Linked DNA regions of Rattus norvegicus: region 2 is linked to region 1. Evidence: chromatin contacts called from public Hi-C data. All regions are on one chromosome and are shown on one strand. Each heading gives the region's core, a stretch centred on a gene start, on an enhancer-like site or on the middle of the called end of the contact. The rest is flanking DNA. Distances are from core to core; before and after follow the strand shown.

Region 1 (5,650 bases), core at 2,265-4,764:
CAGAAGAACTGCGATGAAGCCGTCGGCTTCTTTGTCTTCTAAGTTTCCCTTTGGGGTTCTACAGAAGTGCCGTGTGGCAGTGAGGGCATTTCCCCAGCCATGGGCAAGTGTTGGACACAGTCCTATTTACTAAAGTCCTCACTTGAATACTGGGAAAATAGAAAGCAACTCTGGTTGTCCCCCTGTTCTAGTTTCATTTCCTTTACTGTGACAAATCCCCCAGAAAAACAAAACAACAATAATAATGTAAGACCTTAATCGGTTTACAATTTCAAGTGATAGTCCATTCTCTTGGGAAAGACAGGCCGGAACTTAAAGCATCATATCCACAGACCAAAGCAGAGAAAAATAAAGAAGTGCACAGATCCCTGCCAGGTTGCGCATGCTCAGCTAGCTTTCTTCACTCCTAGACAGTTCAGGGCCCAGCCCATGGGATGGTGCCACCCACAATGAGTTGGCTTTTCCCACTTAGCAATCAATTAAAAATAAAAACAATTCCCCACAGACATACCCACAGGCCTACTGATCTAGATAATCTCTCATTAAGATTCTCCTCCCAGGAACTGAAGGGATGGCGTAGAGATTCAGAGTACAGACTGCTCTTGCAGAAGAACAGAATTTTGATTCTCAGTGCCTACTTCAAGCAATTCATAGCAACTTATATCTCAAGATCCCTGGAGGACAGTGTCTCTGGCCTTTGCTCACACTGGCACATGGATGTAAACACCCACACAAAGACACATACACATAGGTAAACATAAAATAAATATATATTTGTTTTTAAAAAATACCCCTTTTCCAGATCATTATAGGCTGTGTCAACTTAAAAAGCATCGCAACGTTCATACAGCTTGATGGCACTGGAAATATTAAAACTTAACTTGCAGAATCAAATTACTTCCTGGTAATTTGTACCTGAGGTGATGCCTTAAAGACGTTAACTCTGATCTCTGAGGCATGCAAACACCTTAAGGATGCCTTACCTAGCTTCTCAACGAGTCACGATCCACTAGAGAGAATCCAAACAATCATCGGAATCAATTAGAAATGTCAAACTGACTATGTGTGACTAAAGGCAAATTTTCAAAATATTCTTGAAAGAAATCATATCTGACTTGTTATCACATCAGTAGTGCCTGTCTTAGTTAAGGTTAATACTGCTATGACGATATACCATGACTAAAAGTAAGTGAGAGGAGAAAGGGTTTATTTGGTTTGTACTTCTACATCGTAGTTCATCACTGAAGGAAGTTAGGGCAGGAACTAATGCAGAGTTCCTGAAGGGATGCTGTTTACTGGATTGCTCCTCATGGCTTCCCCATCTTGCTTCCTTATAGAGCACAGGAGCATGAGCCTAGGATGACACTACCCACAATGGGTTGGGCCCTTCCCCATAAATCACTAATTATAAAATATGCTATAGCAGTGGTTCTCAACCTTTCTAATGCTAGAAATCTTTAATACAGTTCCTCATGTTGTAGTGGTCCCCCCAACCATAAAATCATTTTATTTGCTTCTTCATAGCTTTAATTTTGCTACTGTTATGAATGATAATGTAAACGTTTCTGGAGACAGAGGTGTGTGAAATGGGTCTTGAACCACAGGTTGAGAACTGCTGCTCTTCAAGTGTGCCTGCTACCCAGGCTTACAGAGAGGTATTTTCTCAGTTGAAGGTTCCTTCCCTCTGATGACTTTACTTTGTGTCAAGTTAAAGCCAGCCAGCACAATTCCATGTGCCCATTTGCAGATTAACATGTTACCCTGAAAAGTTTTATCATTATTTCTAATAAAGGGCAACCGCGCCTCCCACCCTACCCCCACGGCTCCCACCTGCTTCCCCAGAGTCAACATCTACCACACCGTTGTTTCTCCTTATTCACATTCTCCAGTGAACACTTTTCCCTCTGGAAACGATGTTAGAACACCTTAACCATACAGCTCTGTGGTGGATTCCTTAAGATAGCACTACTAATCCTGTGCATCTCAAGAGGAAAATAAACTGATCTCAGACAGTAAGTCTTCCATGAATTTTAAGAGGCATTTGAAAAGAAAAGCTGTCGTCTACTAGGATCCTGGACAAAATCCTCTTATATCCAGTCTCCCACATGTTCTCTATTCCCAGCCATTACAGTGCCTGTTTTATTTGATTGTAACAATTTATTCAAGTCTGTTTCATCTCTTAGGACCATTTTGTCTCCTCTCTAGCACACTGGCCTTGTGAATAGAGTTGTGTCTTTCTTTTTTTTTTTTAATCTCTGTGTCCACAGTCCAGGATGATGCCTATAACACAATAAGAATTCACTAATTCTTGCTGAAAGCCTTCAGTGAAAGGGTTGGACAGACAGACAGATGCTATGTAGAATCACACTGCTTTGAGGACAAAGGTTATATTTTGACAACTGATTTAGTGTTCTCTGAAGCATAATTTTGGAGTCCAAATGACTATTCTTGACAGACTCTCACTAAACAGGCCCTCGTTTTTGCTTAGACCAGGGCATCATGATTGACAAATGGAGTTTTTCCTCTTTGTTTGAAAGTCTTAGCAGAAATGTATGACTGCCACAGCTATGGATTCTTTAGATCCCCTGGGAGAAAGGCCTTCTTTCCAGGGGTGGTCATAGTAGATCTTCCGAAGACTTAAAACTAATAGTCAAAAAGAACATCTGAACTACAACAGCTTTGAAGAAAATGACTTCTTAAAACTCTGTTTCTTTTAGAGCTGCACGAAATCAGCATAATAGAAAGGCTGACGTAGTAGACAGGGTCAGAGGTAGATGCATTTCTGTGAAGAAGGGGGCTTCATTCAGGAGGAATTGTACTAAAATCAATGCAGAGCCACAAACTGTATGACTTTGCAAATTTGCTTAAGAACTGAATCATTTGTTGAAATTTGGTATTTCAGACTTCCTGAGAATAGTGTTTCCAGGAAGAGCCAAGATTATTCCGAAGTCTGAATAATTTTAGATTCGTCAACCTCTTGTAAGTGAAAAAAATACTCAGATGATAAAAAAAATGAAAACATTTGAATTTTATGGTTTTTACACAGATTAATTAGTTTGTGGCAAATTATGACTTTTTTTTTTTAATCAACTCCAACTCTAAATGGACTGGACCCAATAAACAGAAGAGAGCTGCTTCACTTTCTTTTTTTGAGCTGTCTTTTTAAAAGGCTGCAAGTAGAAGCAGAGAAAATGCCAGGGTGGTTTTTAATCTTTTTCTTTCTTTTCTGAAAACGCGGGAATTGGCCTGAGACTTGGCTATTTGCATCCAGTGGGATCTTGACAGACGCTGTGCTTTATCTCATCCGCATTGTGAAAATGCGAACTCGCATATTAGGATCCAAACAAATCAACAGTTGCCGAACACAGCGCTGGTAAAGTAGTTGTTCCAAACCGAATTATCATTGCGGGTGACGTTCTCTTTCTGAACCTTGAAAAACTTTAGGGGGAAAGAAAAAAAGATGCTGGTAATACAAACCACATGGTTGCCTCATTCTCCCCCCATTCTTGGCAGAGCGAGTGCTGCCTGGCAACCTTGCAGTCAGCTGGGCCGAGTAATCACAGCAGTATTGCCCCGTAGTTAAATCTAATGCTTTCTTTCTGAGAACTCATCAGTGGATTCTTTTTCTTCTTATCAGTCTTCTTGGTAATGTTTGAACAGGGCTTCTGTGCATAAGGAGAACACGGCCCTGTAGAAGGAACTGCTGAAATAATAAAACACACACACAGACATACACACACACTGACAGAGAGAGAGAGAAAGAGAAAGGGAGAGAGAGAGAGAGAGAGAGAGAGAGAGAGAGAGAGAGAGAGAGAGAGAGAAAGTGTTCTAATGACTCTGTAAGCAGAAGTTTTAAAAAAGAAGACACTTGCAAGGCTTGCAAGGAGTGCTTGCCTCTTGCCTGTTGCTTTGGACTTTGGCCCCACAAAGGCTCGTGACCCAGCCTGACCCTACCGTTTCCCCAAGTGTTTTCCCCAAGCTTTCTAAAAGAGCCGTTCTCCCTATCGAAACTTTCAGGGCAAGCTTTGAATATATGGAATTCTGAAATCAGAATCTAAAGACTTGTGAGGGAAAAATAAATAAATAAAAGGAGTCTTCTTGTATTTGGTCCTGGCTAGCAACAACATAAAAGGCAGTATTTTAATTTCAACACACTTGAAAGGAAAAGGAAGTATGCCTTTGAGTCAATCCAGTAGGCTAAATCAGGCTGAACATACAATTATGTTATGGTAAAGTGTTGGGGCACATGCCTTTAATCTCAGCACTTGGGAGGCAGAGGCAAGTAGACCTCTGTGATTTTGTGGCTTGGTCTACAGTGTGAGTTTCAGGACAGCCAAGGCTACACAGAAAAAGCCTGTCTCAAAACAAACAAACAAAAACAAACAAACAAAAAAACCAACCAAACCAATCAAAAAAAGAAAGAAAGAAAAGAAAAAGGAAAAAGAAAGAAATGTTATAATAATAATAATGTTATAATAATGGAATGTTTAAAGACACCTTGTAAGAAAGGGAGACCACCAGAGCAACCACAGCCACAGGGAACATGGCTAAAACAATACTAGAGTCAACACGAAATTAAAATCCAGAATTTTAATCCGAAATTAAAAGGCAGAATGTTCCTTTAGACAAACGCATCAACAAGGACTTTATTAAACTCTTCTATTCCTTGTTAACTCAACAAAATAACATACAAAGTGCCCAGTCGAGCTCCTGCACAGGGCTGCTTGTGCTTTGAGATTCTGCTCAAGAGCTGTAAGCCAGCCCTTAAAGTCCTATGATAGTCATCAATGTTTTGCAGGCCTTCCTCTTTCTAACACTGGCCATCACTTCGGCTTCTCCTCGCAAACAGTGACTACGAAGAAACTAGAAAGAAGGTGAATCTATCTCAGCAGCTACAGAAAGTTTGGGGAGTGATAGGCTTGGTGATGAAAACTCACTGTATGGGCCTCGAACCCATGACTGTGAGTGTGCTTTAAGCTAAGCGTGCTATGACCCAGAAGGAACAATGAAGGTATTCAAAGTCATGCAATCCAAGAGCAGCCTTGGTCCAACTTCGTGTCATGGGTAGGTAGTGTTCTTCCTGCTAGAATATATTTTATAATGCACCTCTTTGATGGAGCTTTAAATCCTTGCCGGATCCATTTGTCCTTAAAAGCTCAACTTCCTCCCTGTTGAGAAGAGCGATAAAATAATGATCACTAGTATGTGGGTAGAGTCAGGACTGCTTGATGCTTTCAAAAACCTTGTGGTACTTGTGGGCTTCATGGGCTCTCTAGAGGGGAAGGCATATATAAAGTTTGACAAGAGTCTCAAAAATGACCAGTCATCCGCTTTGGGTGACTTTAGCTTTGTTAACACATTTAAACTTATTTCCCCAGAAGACTGTATAAATGTCATGTCTCCCACATTTTCTGTATGTTAACATGACATTAATCTGGAATTTAACTTTTTCCTTAGTTCCAAAATATGTCACTGGTTGGTTTTGCTCTTTTGCTGTTGCAATAAAAATTTATTAATTTTTAAAGTTAGGATACAAATTAATGGGTTTCATCGTTGCATTTTCATATATTATATATATATAATTCATACACACACACACACACACACACACACACACATATATATATATATATGTCATTATACTTTGTTC
Region 2 (5,650 bases), core at 2,080-4,579, 200 kb after region 1:
AGTAAGGAGTGAAGTAAGCAATAAAAGGGATGGTGTTCTTTGCACGGGATGCTGCACAAGGCCTCTGCGTGGAATTTGAGCAGAGGCACAGAAATGAGAACAAGGGCCATAGGAGTGTCTTGGAAAAGAACTCTAGAGAGACCTCTTATTGTTCACTGTTATAATGGGTTGGAGCTGGCCTTTCTAAAAAGCTATGGTGTGGTCTTAACCTCCCATGTCTCAGAATGTGATCTGATTTGAATATGGGATCTGATTTGAATATATTCAGAGGTCATCAACACCAAATGAGGCTATTACGATAGATCCAGTACAAGTGACGTCCTTCTAAAGCGGTGGCGCAGAGAGACACGCTGGGAAGTACCATGTGGACGATGAGCGCAGAAACTACGGTGATGGATTTACCAAGTGATTGCTGCCAGCAGATACAAGGCGGACAGGATCAATCCTGCCAACTCTTCATTTTGGACCTCTGGTTCCCTAATGTGTATCAGACAATAACTTTTTGTTACTTAAGCGTGGCGTTCTATTATGTCAGTTCTAGGAAACTACCACAGCTGTCTAGTGCTCACGGGTCACTCCTCCCCAGGTTCCCGGGAGAAACCTCAGGGAACTTCCTGTGTTTGTGGATAACTATAACTGCCTCCAACCTGGACTCCCTGTTTCCAGTCTTCCTATTTCACACTCCGCTCCACAGTGCTACCTTAGAGGTTCTCATAAGCGTTCACCCGCTCCTCTGTGTCTCTGGGCCCCAGTCTGAATTCTCAGCCTGGAAACACGGGACCTAAGGACCCAACTGAAGTTTGGACCCAAAAAGAGTTTGATCCCTAGGACCCTTCTCTCCAGTTTGTTTCTCAATTCTTTGCCAGCACTCTTAGACCCATGTGATTAAACGTTTACTCATCCTCTGGCTTTAACTAGTTTACTATGCCCACTGGGAAGCCTCCCACGGCCTCTGAGACAGAATATGGTATTCCTCCTGTGCACTCTGGGATCGTGGGTGTCTCCAAACTTGATTATCTGAGGTCTCCTTCTAAGTAGGAGTTCCTGTCGTTATATCTTAGGGCACTAAGAAGTTCCTAAAACCCAGAAAACATGATTGGGAGAATAAATGAGGAGTGCATTCTGCATGCCATCCAACTGGACCCAGAAGTATTTATTTTTCCTTTTACTGCTGGGGGGGATGGGCAAGTGACCTTTCCAGAGATTGCCCAACAATCTGTAGAAACGTTGGAGCTCAGTAGTGGGGTACCTTCCCTTAATGGTTGCAAGAGGAATTTAGATTAGACTTCGAAAGCTGTTCCTTGTGTCGCAAGACACTGCACAATATAGAAGGGAAGTAAATAATCTATTCAAAAAATTGTCTTGGCTTCGCCAAGACTTTTGAATGCAGATTTTTGATAGAAAGTGTCCTTTCTGGTTTCCTTCAAAACCTCTTGGTTTTTCAACTTTATGTTCATGATATACAGGCCAAACTGGGAGCTGGACAAAACAGAGAATTGTTATAACTGAAAGGCATGTATCTATCTCTTGCTCGCTTCTCCAAGAAGTAAACATTCTTGAGGTTTCAAAATCATTTGCATACAGGGTTGTAAATGCTGGACATCCTGGAAAAAGTGTAGAGAGGAAGAGAGAAGGTTTTGTTGTTTGGGGTGTTTAAGACTAACTTGAAGAAGACATATGAGTAACGTCAAAATTTTACTGAATGGGGCACGCAATGTATCAGAATTTCCAGTTCTCAAGAAATACAGCCTTTAAAAAAAGTCTGTGAGCTAGAAGGGAGAAAAAAAGAAACGAGAGGGGGGAGGGGCACTGGCACTTTATAGCAGGAAGTCTTCCATAGACATCGAGTTATGAAGAAACAACCGTATACAGAAGTCCTTATTCGGAGCGCTAAACTCGATTTCACCACTTAAAGAGAGAGATACACGCTCCAAGCAGCCTCATCCTGGGGTAGGAAAAATAACTCGCAAAGCAAGAGAGCTAGGACTGGATAGTGGCCCAGACCAGTGTTAGGGGTTTTATTTGCAAGTCAATGAGCCAAATGGGCGATCGGGCTCGTTGTGCTTCGTTCTGCAAGCAAGGTTATTATTATCACCGCCTATTGCTCCACTGAACAATTTCACTGAAAAGGAAGACTCCTGGCCGTGTGTGCGCGCACTGTACCATACAGGACGTGCTGCTACGTGCCCACTTCCAAAACGACTTTATTTACAAAGCGATTACCAAGCTATCTATCTGTTTTCCTTTTGCTGCAGCAGCAGCCTTACTCAGCCCTCGAATTTCTTAATTACAAACCCGTTTGCTTCTAAATCAACCCCAAACCGTCAGGCAGAGCCCGGAGGGAGGCTGTGCAAGTTTGCACACACCCCCACCTCCTGGATCAAGGGCAACAGCAGAAGCAAGTAACTGTGTATGTGCAAAAAGGTGGATCTGGGGACGAGGATCGCTGAGTTTGTTTACAGAGCAGGGACGCCTCAGCTCGGATGCCAAAGCTACCAAGAGCTGCAAACGCAAACTTAGCAGAAGCACACGTACTCCCGGAGCGTGGAGCAGGCCGGAAAGTGCGGAGTGGATCCCAGAACCGGGGAGTGGAGCCGCCCCGGCCTGTGAGCGCGCTCGGTCCACCTGCAGCCGCTGCCGCTCCCCGCCCCCAACCCCTGTCCTTGAAGAGTGGAGGTGCAGAGCGGGAGATGGGGAGTTAGGGGTGCGTCCACTAGAAGAAAACCCCTCAGTTAGGTTTACATGCTGCCTGTATCAAAAAGCACAAAGGCACGGCTCAGGAAAGCGCGCTCAGAGGACAGGACACGATCGGCCCAAGGGCTTTAAAAATCTAGCTCGGGAAAGCATAGCCATTCTTCTCAGGTTGGGGAGAGTTTGGCACCTAAGAAAACTCTGCTGGGCAGGGAGGCTGAGCGAACCCCTTTTTCCTGTAGAGGGCAGGGCAGATCACTGGGTAAGCCGGGTGAGCGAGCTGGGGGTGGGGAGATCTGGCCAGAAGGAGGCGGGGAGTGCTCCTTGCTCCTCTCCATTAGGTGCTTCCTTGCACAGGGTGGCCGGGAGGATTAGCTCGTTGTCCCGGAGGTGGCAGGCACAACCGCACATTTGGGGGCCAGAAAGACACCACAGTCCGGGGAACTGCTGGGCGGCGCCGAGGCGCGCAGCCGCTGCGCACGTGCAGCGCGGACTCGCGGACGCGGCGGAGGACCCGGTCCAGGGCGCTTGATGTTCCTGAATCCGTATGTTCGTGCTTGCCGCCGGGGAGGCTCTCGCTCCGCCCTTCCTGAGATCCTTATATTAACTGTGGCCAAAGCCCGGAGAAACACAGCTCATTGTTGGCAGCTGCCTGGCGGTCCTGAGGAGCGGCTAGGGCAGCGGAGGGAAAGAAAAGGGAACGGCTCGGAATTTGCTCCAGCGGCTGCTGCAAGACCTCGGCGCCAACCTCGCACCAGCGAGCGCCCCACAGCCCTTCGGCTGCCCCTCTATGTGCTGCTGAGCCGGTCCTGGACCCGACGAGCCCGCCTTCGGTGTTCCGAGCCGAAATCGCAAAGACGGAAGGTGAGCGCGGCGGGCGAAGCTTAGCCAGGGCTGCTGCCAGCCTAGTCCTCCGAGGGCAGGGCTGGCCCCGGGGACGAGCGTGAGGCGGAGCTGGGGAATAACAACAGGATGTGCAACCACAGGGTGAGGAGGGTTGATTGAATGCCTGAAGTTCGCGGCCCGGCTCCGGGGCACTTCCTTTATTAGGCCACTTCAGGGAACCCAGGGGGGTGTGGGCTCCGGTCCCCCCTCCTCTTTCCCCGGATCGCAGGGGAAGGGGCTGGTCGCTCAGCGCCAGGCTGTGCGGATCCGGCAGGCAGCAGGTCCGCCGAGGTAGCGAGCTCGGGTGCACGGGCTGCTGGTGGGTTCTCTCTTGGGGGGTGTAGGGGTCTGCAGCTTGACGTGCGCGCGGGTTCGGGAGGCTACAGAAGTGGGGTGCGCTCTGGTGGGCGACACGTGTGGCGCGGGTTTCAGCGTCTGCTCGTTTCGCTTTCAGGACTGGAAATGGCAGACCATATGATGGCCATGAACCACGGTCGCTTCCCCGACGGCACCAACGGGCTGCACCACCACCCTGCCCACCGCATGGGCATGGGGCAGTTCCCGAGCCCGCATCACCACCAGCAGCAGCAGCCCCAGCACGCCTTCAACGCCCTCATGGGCGAGCACATACACTACGGCGCGGGCAACATGAATGCCACGAGCGGCATCAGGCACGCCATGGGGCCGGGGACTGTGAACGGGGGGCACCCCCCGAGCGCTCTGGCCCCGGCCGCCAGGTTTAACAACTCCCAGTTCATGGGTCCCCCTGTGGCCAGCCAGGGAGGCTCCCTGCCGGCCAGCATGCAGCTGCAGAAGCTCAACAACCAGTATTTCAACCATCACCCCTACCCCCACAACCACTACATGCCGGATTTGCACCCCGCTGCAGGCCACCAGATGAACGGGACAAACCAGCACTTCCGAGATTGCAACCCCAAGCACAGTGGAGGCAGCAGCACCCCTGGCGGCGCGGGTGGCAGCGGCACCCCCGGCGGCTCCGGCGGCACCTCGGGCGGCGCGGGTGGCAGCAGCGCGGGCGGCAGTGGCGGTGGCAGCACCATGCCCGCCTCGGTGGCTCACGTCCCCGCGGCAATGCTGCCGCCCAATGTCATAGACACTGATTTCATCGACGAGGAAGTGCTTATGTCCTTAGTGATAGAGATGGGTTTGGACCGCATCAAGGAGCTGCCAGAACTCTGGCTGGGCCAAAATGAGTTTGATTTTATGACGGACTTCGTGTGCAAACAGCAGCCCAGCAGAGTCAGCTGTTGACTCGGTTAACCTCGCGGCTGAAAGAAATCACCCTCCCTGCCCCCACCCCCAACTTCTTCGGTGTGAATTAAAAAAAATCAAAAACAAACAAAAAAAAAACAAAAAAACAAAAACATTCCCTTAGACGCAGTATCTCACTTTTCAGATCCTGAAAGGTTTGAGAACCTGGAAACAAAGTAAACTATAAACTTGTACAAATTGGTTTAAAAAAAAAAAAGATTGCTGCCACTTTTTCCTGTTCTTGTTTCGTTTTTGTAGACTTGACATCCACCTCCCTTATGTAGTTGAAAGTATCTAGCTAACTTGGTCTTTTTTGTTGTTTGTTTTTACTCCTTGTTTCCTCACTTTCTCCCGTGCTCAACTGTTAGATATTAAGCTTGGCAAACTGCTTAATCTTGTGGATTTTGTAGATGGTTTCAAATGACTGCGCACTGCATTCAGATTTATGAGTGAAAGGAAAAATTGCATTTCTTGGCTGCATGAACTTTGAAGGGCAGATATTACTGCACAAACTGCCGTCTCGCTTCATTTTTTTTTTAAACTATGCATTCGAGTACAGACTTAAGTTTTCAAATATGCTAAACTGGAAGATTAAAACAGATGTGGGCCAAACCGTTCTGGATCAGGAAAAGTCATACCGTTCACTTTCAAGTTGGCTGTCTCCCCCTCCCCCATATGTACAGACAATAAATAGGGTGTGGAATGTCGTCAGTGGCAAACATTTCACAGATTTTTATTTTGTTTCTGTCTTCAACATTTTTGACACTGTGCTAATAGTTATATTCAGTACATGAAAAGATAC

What was found. A called contact is a pair of places that touch in the nucleus more often than the background predicts.
Region 2: a contact with region 1 is called in a Hi-C map of liver, with 10 times the contacts expected there. The contact joins the promoter of Cited2 here to the enhancer-like site in region 1. A contact is called at or near these places in 3 of 12 Hi-C or Micro-C datasets (kidney, liver and psoas muscle) and 1 of 1 datasets of contacts at active chromatin or transcription factors (oligodendrocytes).

The regions. Positions count from the first base shown.
Region 1 is chr1:13,932,252-13,937,901 of GRCr8, forward strand. LOC134484951 (a long non-coding RNA gene) reads right to left here. Exons shown (of 2, transcript XR_010062774.1): 2 at 4,576-5,168. Among named protein-coding and RNA genes, the nearest start is that of Cited2, 200 kb to the right of the region's middle. Within about 2 kb of position 3,515, at least 8 of the 93 cell types and tissues checked have an H3K27ac peak or open chromatin away from gene starts, as enhancers often do.
Region 2 is chr1:14,128,974-14,134,623 of GRCr8, forward strand. Cited2 (Cbp/p300-interacting transactivator, with Glu/Asp-rich carboxy-terminal domain, 2) reads left to right here and starts at 3,330. Exons shown (of 2, transcript NM_053698.3): 1 at 3,330-3,555; 2 at 4,031-5,650. The coding sequence starts at 4,039. The coding sequence ends at 4,848.